2 separate regions of the Hordeum vulgare genome follow, and region 1 is linked to region 2. A link is a contact called in public Hi-C data. All regions are on one chromosome and are shown on one strand. Each heading gives the region's core, a stretch centred on a gene start, on an enhancer-like site or on the middle of the called end of the contact. The rest is flanking DNA. Distances are from core to core; before and after follow the strand shown. Region 1 holds the start of LOC123402385 (GDSL esterase/lipase At5g55050-like). Region 2 holds the start of LOC123401409 (cation/H(+) antiporter 15-like).

What was found. A called contact is a pair of places that touch in the nucleus more often than the background predicts.
Region 1: a contact with region 2 is called in a Hi-C map of leaf, with 6 times the contacts expected there. The contact joins the promoter of LOC123402385 here to the promoter of LOC123401409 in region 2. A contact is called at or near these places in 2 of 6 Hi-C or Micro-C datasets (leaf and seedling).

Annotation. Positions count from the first base shown.
Region 1 is chr6H:510,237,616-510,241,401 of MorexV3_pseudomolecules_assembly, reverse strand. It overlaps LOC123402385 (GDSL esterase/lipase At5g55050-like), which reads right to left and starts at 2,121. Exons shown (of 3, transcript XM_045096299.1): 1 at 1,695-2,121; 2 at 1,458-1,588; 3 at 266-1,209. The coding sequence starts at 1,965. The coding sequence ends at 499.
Region 2 is chr6H:510,023,988-510,027,714 of MorexV3_pseudomolecules_assembly, reverse strand. It overlaps LOC123401409 (cation/H(+) antiporter 15-like), which reads right to left and starts at 1,539. Exons shown (of 3, transcript XM_045095195.1): 1 at 1,113-1,539; 2 at 1-1,009. The coding sequence starts at 1,364.

The DNA of each region.
Region 1 (3,786 bases), core at 872-3,371, 210 kb before region 2:
TTTTCAGCCTCTGGTAAAGCTGTCCGGTATGCAAAAAATAAAATTTTAACACGTGAAGCTTTTTGGATGCCTGTTGGAGATGCTTTAATAGGATTTCGCATGGGCGACCTATAGCCCTGACGGGAGAGGACGTCTATGTAACCAGCGGTGCAAGAAATCCTTTCAGCAACGATGGGCTTAAAAGTTTTCCCCTGAACAGCCACAATAGAGGGACCCTATACCGACCTCAACAAGTCCATTGATCACATCACGCACCAACAAGAAATATAGCTTTACCTTTTTTTATTCGAGTGTGTATTTCAGGGCCGTTTGGCCATTTTTGTTTGAAGATAAATTTGCATGCATCAGGGCACCCTCTCTCTATATATGATTCTATTGCATCTCCATCGATCCACAAAAAGAATCTAAACGACGTGTAAGTACATCTTTTCTCCTTCTCTCGATCAAATCAAAGCTGACGACGGATGGAGGGCGTGCAATAATGCATAGGTCGCCGATCTAAGAAGAGACGAGCTGCTTGAAGTTGATGGGCGCGGCGAAGCCGAGCTTCACCGGTGCGGCGAAGATGGCCTTGGCGCCCTTGTTGGAGGTGGCCTGGGTGCCATGCACCTCGTCCCAGTACACATGGTCGTTGCGATTGGCGCAGTAGGTGGCGTTGGGCGAGCACCAGGTCTGCGCCCGGAGCCTCCCTCCGCCGCAGCACGCGCTGGCCACGTCCTTGAACCCGGCGGCCTCCGGGTGCTCGGTGATGAAGGTTATGAGGTTGTAGGAGCTCCCGACGGAGTATCTCATCCCGGGCAGCGCGGCGGCGAGCTTGGCCATCGCCTTGGCCAGCGCGTCGTTGAACCCCCTGGCGAGGGCGTTGGCGGCCTCGACGCACGCTGTCTCGCCGGTTGGGGAGGTGACCCGCACCGCCGGCACGCAGCCGATGGGCGGCACGTCGACGATCCCGAACCTCCGCGCTCCCAGCTGGTAGAGCGTCTGGACGTGCTTGGTGTAGTTGGTGAGCATGTCCGCGTACAAGGACGGCGCGTGGCTGGCCGTGAGGTTGTCCCGGAGGAAGGCGAACATGTCGTTGCCGCCGTCGCTGATGAGGAAGAGGGACTTGGACAGCAGCGCGTCGATGCCGCCGCTCTTCTCCGTCGACGTCATCTTTGACTTGGTGGCCGCGAAGTACTCCACCTGCTTCGTCAACGTGAGGGCGTTCCCCTGATTGATCGATCGTTCGATGCCGACGTGAATCAAAATTAGTAAAGAAATAACACAGAAAAGATGAACAAATGCGAATATGTTGTTTTCAGAAAAGGACAGATGAATACGTTGTTTTTTGCCGGGCAAAAGACAGATGGATGTGAATTTAAAACTCATAGTACGAAAGTAACTCCAACTGATTATTAGGAATTTAAAACTTCTTTGGAACAAAAAAGAGGCGCATAACCCGAGGCAGTGGCACTCACGGTGGTGTCTAGGATGCCGGATCCGCCGGAGGCGTAGTTGACTCCACGGTAGCCTCTGACGATCTGACGGCTCGTCTCCGGCGTCAGCGACAGGTACGCCGGCGGGCTCCGCTTGAAGCCCAGCAGCCTCGCTGCATTACACAGTACAGTTTCCACCATTCGCATGCTTGCATGAGCTTCACGCCATCTGACAAACAAGACGGAAATCAAGTGCATGCGGCCGGACGGGATACGTACAGATGGAGTCGGCGACGTTGAACCCGTTGCTGAACCTCCCGGTGGGCCTGGACTGCGGGAAGTCGATGCCGTAGGGGAGCTGCAGCGCGCTTTTCCCGGGGAGGTACTGGTTGTTGCCCACGTCCACCGTGGAGTCGCCGAACACGTACACCGCCGGCACCAGGTGGACCTCCCCGGCCGCGCGCCCGCTCGCCGCCGCCGGCGAGACCACCAGGCCGCCGACGGCGCAGATGACGATCGCAGCAACCAGCGCCGCCCTCGCCCCCATCATGGCGCCGGCAGCTAGCTGGTCCACTGTTTTGGGTTTGCTGATGGGAGAAGAACTGCGGTGCAAGGTAGGCAGGTAGGTGGCAGGATGCCCGCGGGAATATGTGCTTGGAATGGTAGCGGGGGCAATCAATCTACCTGTGAGTCCAAGCAAACCCCCGGCCCTCCTGCATATTTATACTCGATGAAGATGCACCATTGCAGCAGCACGCACGCACGCACGCAGGTGATGTCAAACGGTTAGGGGCCGGCCGGCCTCGGTGTGTCTTGACCGTGAAGCGATCGGTCCGTTGAACGAGTATAGATGACAGCGAGAAGATCTCACGGAGCTCTCTGTTTTTCCAACCGTTGAGTGGATGGATGTACTGGTTGATCACTTGCAATTTCGTGGCGTCCTGTGAGTGACCAATACCACTTGGTTCCTGGGTGGCGTGGCGCAACGCGTTGCATGGTGCATATGCAAGGCCATGGCTATGACTCGTTTATCAAACAACCCAACGCCTGCTTGCAGTTCTTAAAAAAATAAGGCTGTTACCACTGTGGTCAACTCTTTGGTCTGCATTAAAAAAAAACAGCGTTGTTCCTTCATAACAATGTCATGGCTGAGCACATTCCACAGTAATCTTGCAGGAATTTTATACTAGATAATATAAGTGCAAATTTCACAGGATTCTGCTCCTGAACGTATGTGCTTCAAAGGGAGACCCAAAAGCACCGCTGGACCATTTCTCTGTTTTTTTACTTCACTCCTTTTCCCATTCGCGTAAACGTGTGTGTAATAGCTCCAATCAAGTGGCCTTTCTTTTCTTGGAAAAGGTTAGATGCATCGCCCGTTCTACTCCCGTATAGCGCGAACATGAATTGGTCCTTGGTCCAGGGCTCCACGCATGCGCTATACCTAACCATACCATTGACTATTTCACTCTAATCTAATATAGTCTTAGTACGCTTGGTGTACAAATTCAACCGTACTTAAGACGATTAGTCTCAAGTCTCAACTCTTATACTACTAGCCTTTAATTATTCAGTGTCAACTCAATCATGGCCTTATAGTATTGCAGTGCACCATATATGCGTACAACGAAAGACTCAATGGAGTACTACGTAGGTGCAGCCAAACGAGTAGTATAATTTTTTTTAGAGATTGCACAAAATACTACATACACAACAAAATGAATGAATCTACACTAAAATAATGTCCATATACATCGGTATGTAGTCCACTAATGAAATCTTTAAAAAGACTTATATAGGAACGAAGGGAGTAGATCCGAAGAACTATAGGTTCATTATATACATATAGATGCCTAGGTAACACCGGAACAATGATCTATAATATTTGGCGAATTTTTATAGCTATAGGTAGAGTCAAAAAAGGTCCACCATCACGATTTTGAAAGGCAATGCCCCGGGGAATGATCTCTCGGGGAGGGGCTATGTCGTGGGTATAAGTCTGACAGTAGAAGTACGGGGTACGAAAGTATATGGACAGAGCCTTAGCTATGGCGAGGATGTATGAGTTCAGGCCCCTCTACGGTGGAGGTAAAAGCCCTACGTCTCAGTGCTCTTGGGAGCTTTGTGTCGAGTGTATCAAGGGATTACTGCAAGTGCCAACCCCTGTACCAGTGGTGAAGGACGGCTTATATAGAGTGCGCTGCCCTTCATAATGGCCCGGTGGACAGGGGTGGAGTAGTGGCGAGTAAAGGCTGGCGTTACTGGTAACGTAAGCCTTAAATGCTAGTTATGGTGTAAGAAAACGTATGACCGTTACCCTCCTGGGAGGTTACGACGTAGAGAGTGGATTCCAGCCGGTACGTTAGATATG
Region 2 (3,727 bases), core at 290-2,789:
TTGCAATGTTGAGGATGACGAGCTCGATGATCCCCTTGGTGTTGAGCAGGAGCCCAATGGACGTGCCGTCGTGCAGTGGCATGCCGAACCCCACGGCCACACCGATGCAAGCGACCACCTTCAACACCGACGCGCCCATGGCAGCGCTCATCAGCAGCACAGCGGCCTCCATGCTAGTAACTTTGGAGGTGTCCGTGCGGAGGCCGGACATGGCGAAGAAGAGCGGGAGTAGCGTCCCCACCACGTAGTCCTCCACCTTCTCCACAAGCTCCACACCGACGGGCCCGTTGGGCACGGCGAGCCCGAATACGAAGGCCCCAAAGATGACGTGTGTGCCCCCGGCGTCCGCCACGAGAGCTGCCACCATGACGCCCACAAGCACGGCGCACTCCCGATCCTCGCCGACTACCTCCCCCTCGGTGGTTGCGCGTTGCGCCAGCCGCAAGAGCGCGGGCCGGACCAGGAGGACACTCACGCCGAAGATGACAAGCCCCGACAGGAGCGTCCACACGGATGGGAGCAACCCACCGCCCTCCGCGTACAAGAGCGCCGTGGCGACGGTGAGCCCGGTCCACGCGAGAGTGTCGTTGATGAGGGCGGTGGAGAGCGTGATCTGGCCGACGTCGGTGCCGGCGAGCTTGAGCTCGGCGATGTTGCGGGCGAGCACGGAGAAGGCGGTGGAGGCGAAGGTGGACCCGAGGAAGATGGGAAAGGAGAGTCTGTTGAGGAAGTCAGCATTCTGACGGGCATCGTCGGTGCTGAGGGCGATGTAGCCGGTCGCGGCGCCGATGAGGAAAGGCAGGAGTGCTGACGCACCGGCGAACCAGAAGCTCCGGAAGCCGGCACGGGTGATGGTGGGGACCTCGATCTCGACGCCGATGGTGAAGGTGTAGTAGACGAGGCCGAGGAGGGCCATGGAGTCGAGGATGAAGATGCTGCGCGCGGGGAAGACGATGTCGGTGAAGTGCGGGAGCCGGCCCAGCACCGAGGGCCCGAGAACGAAGCCGCCCTGCAGGCAAGGCATTGGCGCATGAAAAACAGTTCAGCCGTCGTTGCCGCCATGGATGATGATGGAAGACGCATGCATGCGGTGATCATGGAGACGTACGTACGAGTATCTCCGAGATGTAGCGGGGGAGGCCGAGCGGGGAGAGGAGGAGGGTGGCGGCGCGGGTGGTGAAGGTGATGAGCAGCATCTGGAAGAGGATGAGCGGGAGGGAGAAGTCGAGAGGGTTGTCGCCGGTCCAGATGCCGCTCATGGTGATCTTGCTCGGGTAGAAGCAGGAGAGGTGCGTCCTGTTGGGCGACACCAGGTGCTCCCATAGGTCCACCAGAGGGTCGCTCACCGCCGGCTGCGTCGTCATCGATCGTTCCCGTCCTCGGCCGTTCTACCAGCTCCAACCCCGGCGACGGACGGCCCGACGGTGGCGGCGGCTTCACGATCGACGGTGACGTAGCGACCGTCCGATGCACTGCATGCCGGGGACGGAGAAGCTGCGGCGTGGAGTGATTGTTGGGCCGTAGTTTTGATTGAGCTCGTCGTTTCAGCCGGATGCATGCATCGCCATGTTGTGCATAACGACATGCCGTTGCCATCGGAAGCGGGCCGTGAGTGGTTTCCCACACCACATGCATACATGCAGCTGCAGTGTGAATCAATTTTTCGTATCAATCTCCACCGTTCTCTTTCCTTTTGAACCGTGATAGATGATCCAACTACTTGATTCACCCTGCAGAACAATCACCGGCGGATGATCCAATTTTCCTAGGGTCCTGATAATGCCCTGTGTGGTGGAAGCAATATCTAGAGGGTGTTTGTTTTCAGGGACTTATTGGTTTTGGGACTTAAAAAAGTCCCTATAAGTCACACCTAAACCAAACACAAGGGACTTATTGGGACTTATCAAATAAGACTCTCTAGTAGGAGCTTATTGGGACTTATTGTTGGTTAGGCCCGCGGAAGTCGATCCAGTGGCCGCCGCCCTGCCCCTCGTCGCTCGCACCGCCCCAATCGCCGCCGGCCGCCCGCCCCGTCGCCGCCCCGCCCCGTCGCCACCCGGCCGCCGCCCCGTCGCCGCCCGGTTCGTCCCCCCGTCGTCCCGTTTTCTGCAACATGGACTTATAAGTCCCTGTAAACAAACAGGTAGGGACTCGGGACTTATAAGTCCCTGTAAACAAACAGGTATGGACTTATGACTTATAAGTTGGGACTTAAAAAAGTCCTAGGACTTATGAAACAAACAGGGCCCTAGTATCTGCGCGCACATGTCTATAACACACAGATTACAGTCACGTCACCACATACATGCATATGTGAATCTTTTTTATTACAGTCACGTCACCACATGCATGCATATGTGAATCTTTTTGGATTTTCAGTTATTAAAATGTTTTATCTTTTAAATGAAAATTTCAATTGAAGATCCGTTTTCATCATTAAATCCACCGCGACGAGATCTTCGAAACTAGATACTTCCTCCGTTCCTAAATATAAATCTTTTTAGAGGTTTCACTAATGAACTACATACGGATGTATATAGACATATTTTAGAGTATAGATTCACTCATTTTGCTCCGCATATAGACACCTATTGAAATATCTTAAAAGACTTATATTTAGGTACGGAGGGAGTATCATATCAATATGTTTTGATGATTATTTTAGGGATAAAAGTTGCCATGCTTATTGCACATGAATTACCATGGTGTTTACACTGAAGTTGCGCAGATATTTTTTTCTTCTACCTTTAAAATTAAATTTTAACATAGTAATGATGAATTATTAAAAATTGTCATGATCCATACATTAAATTTGCCGTGGTAAATTACTAAAAAATGCCATGGTCAATTAATAAAAATTATCGTAAAAGGTAGTTGAAAATATAACGGTAGCTTTAAATCTAGAAGAAAAAATAGATAGAACATGTCATGACAACTTTAGTGTAAACACTATAACAACTACTGTGTAAACACTATGGCAACTACTGTGTAAACCTCATGCCAACTTTTGGTCAAAAAATTCCATCAAAACGTATCGACATGGGATCTAGTTTTGAAGATCTCGTTGAGACGGATCTAATGATGAAAACGGATTTTTGATTAGATTTTTTAATTAAAAGATAAAACATTTTTAAGCCAAAACTAAAAAGATTTCTACTGATGTCATCTGTTTTGACGTGGTAAAATGGATGATAATGAAGACGTTTGGGCCATGTTTTTTCGTGCCACACTTGGGGACGTTATCTTTTCCTTTTTCTAAGACTGCCAATGTCAACATGAACATCCTTGTAGAATGTTTGTTTCACTATATAAGAAAGGACATGATTAACGTCTGATCGTTCCGTCTGTAAGGAGTAAATCTGAACATCCATCCGACTATAGATGCATGTACACTTTCAGCACAAGCTTCTAATCACCTAGCATGCAAGTTTTTTTTGTTGGCCTTTAATAATTACTAGTAACCATGCACGTGCAACCGCACGTGTCGATCAAAGCATCCTATGAAATTTGTACGGGTGTTAAATTCTGTTTTCATATTGAGATTAAGTAACATTCATACAACACATGAAAAATACTAATAAATCCACACACTGTTATACGATATTGGACCAAAGTAAACATGGTTGCAATATTTAATCTTGGCACATAGTGTTGGCCTTGTTTCAAAGGAGTTGTGCCAGTCATCTTTCTGATTAGAAATATTTGGCTTCAGTCCTTCAACTTTTCA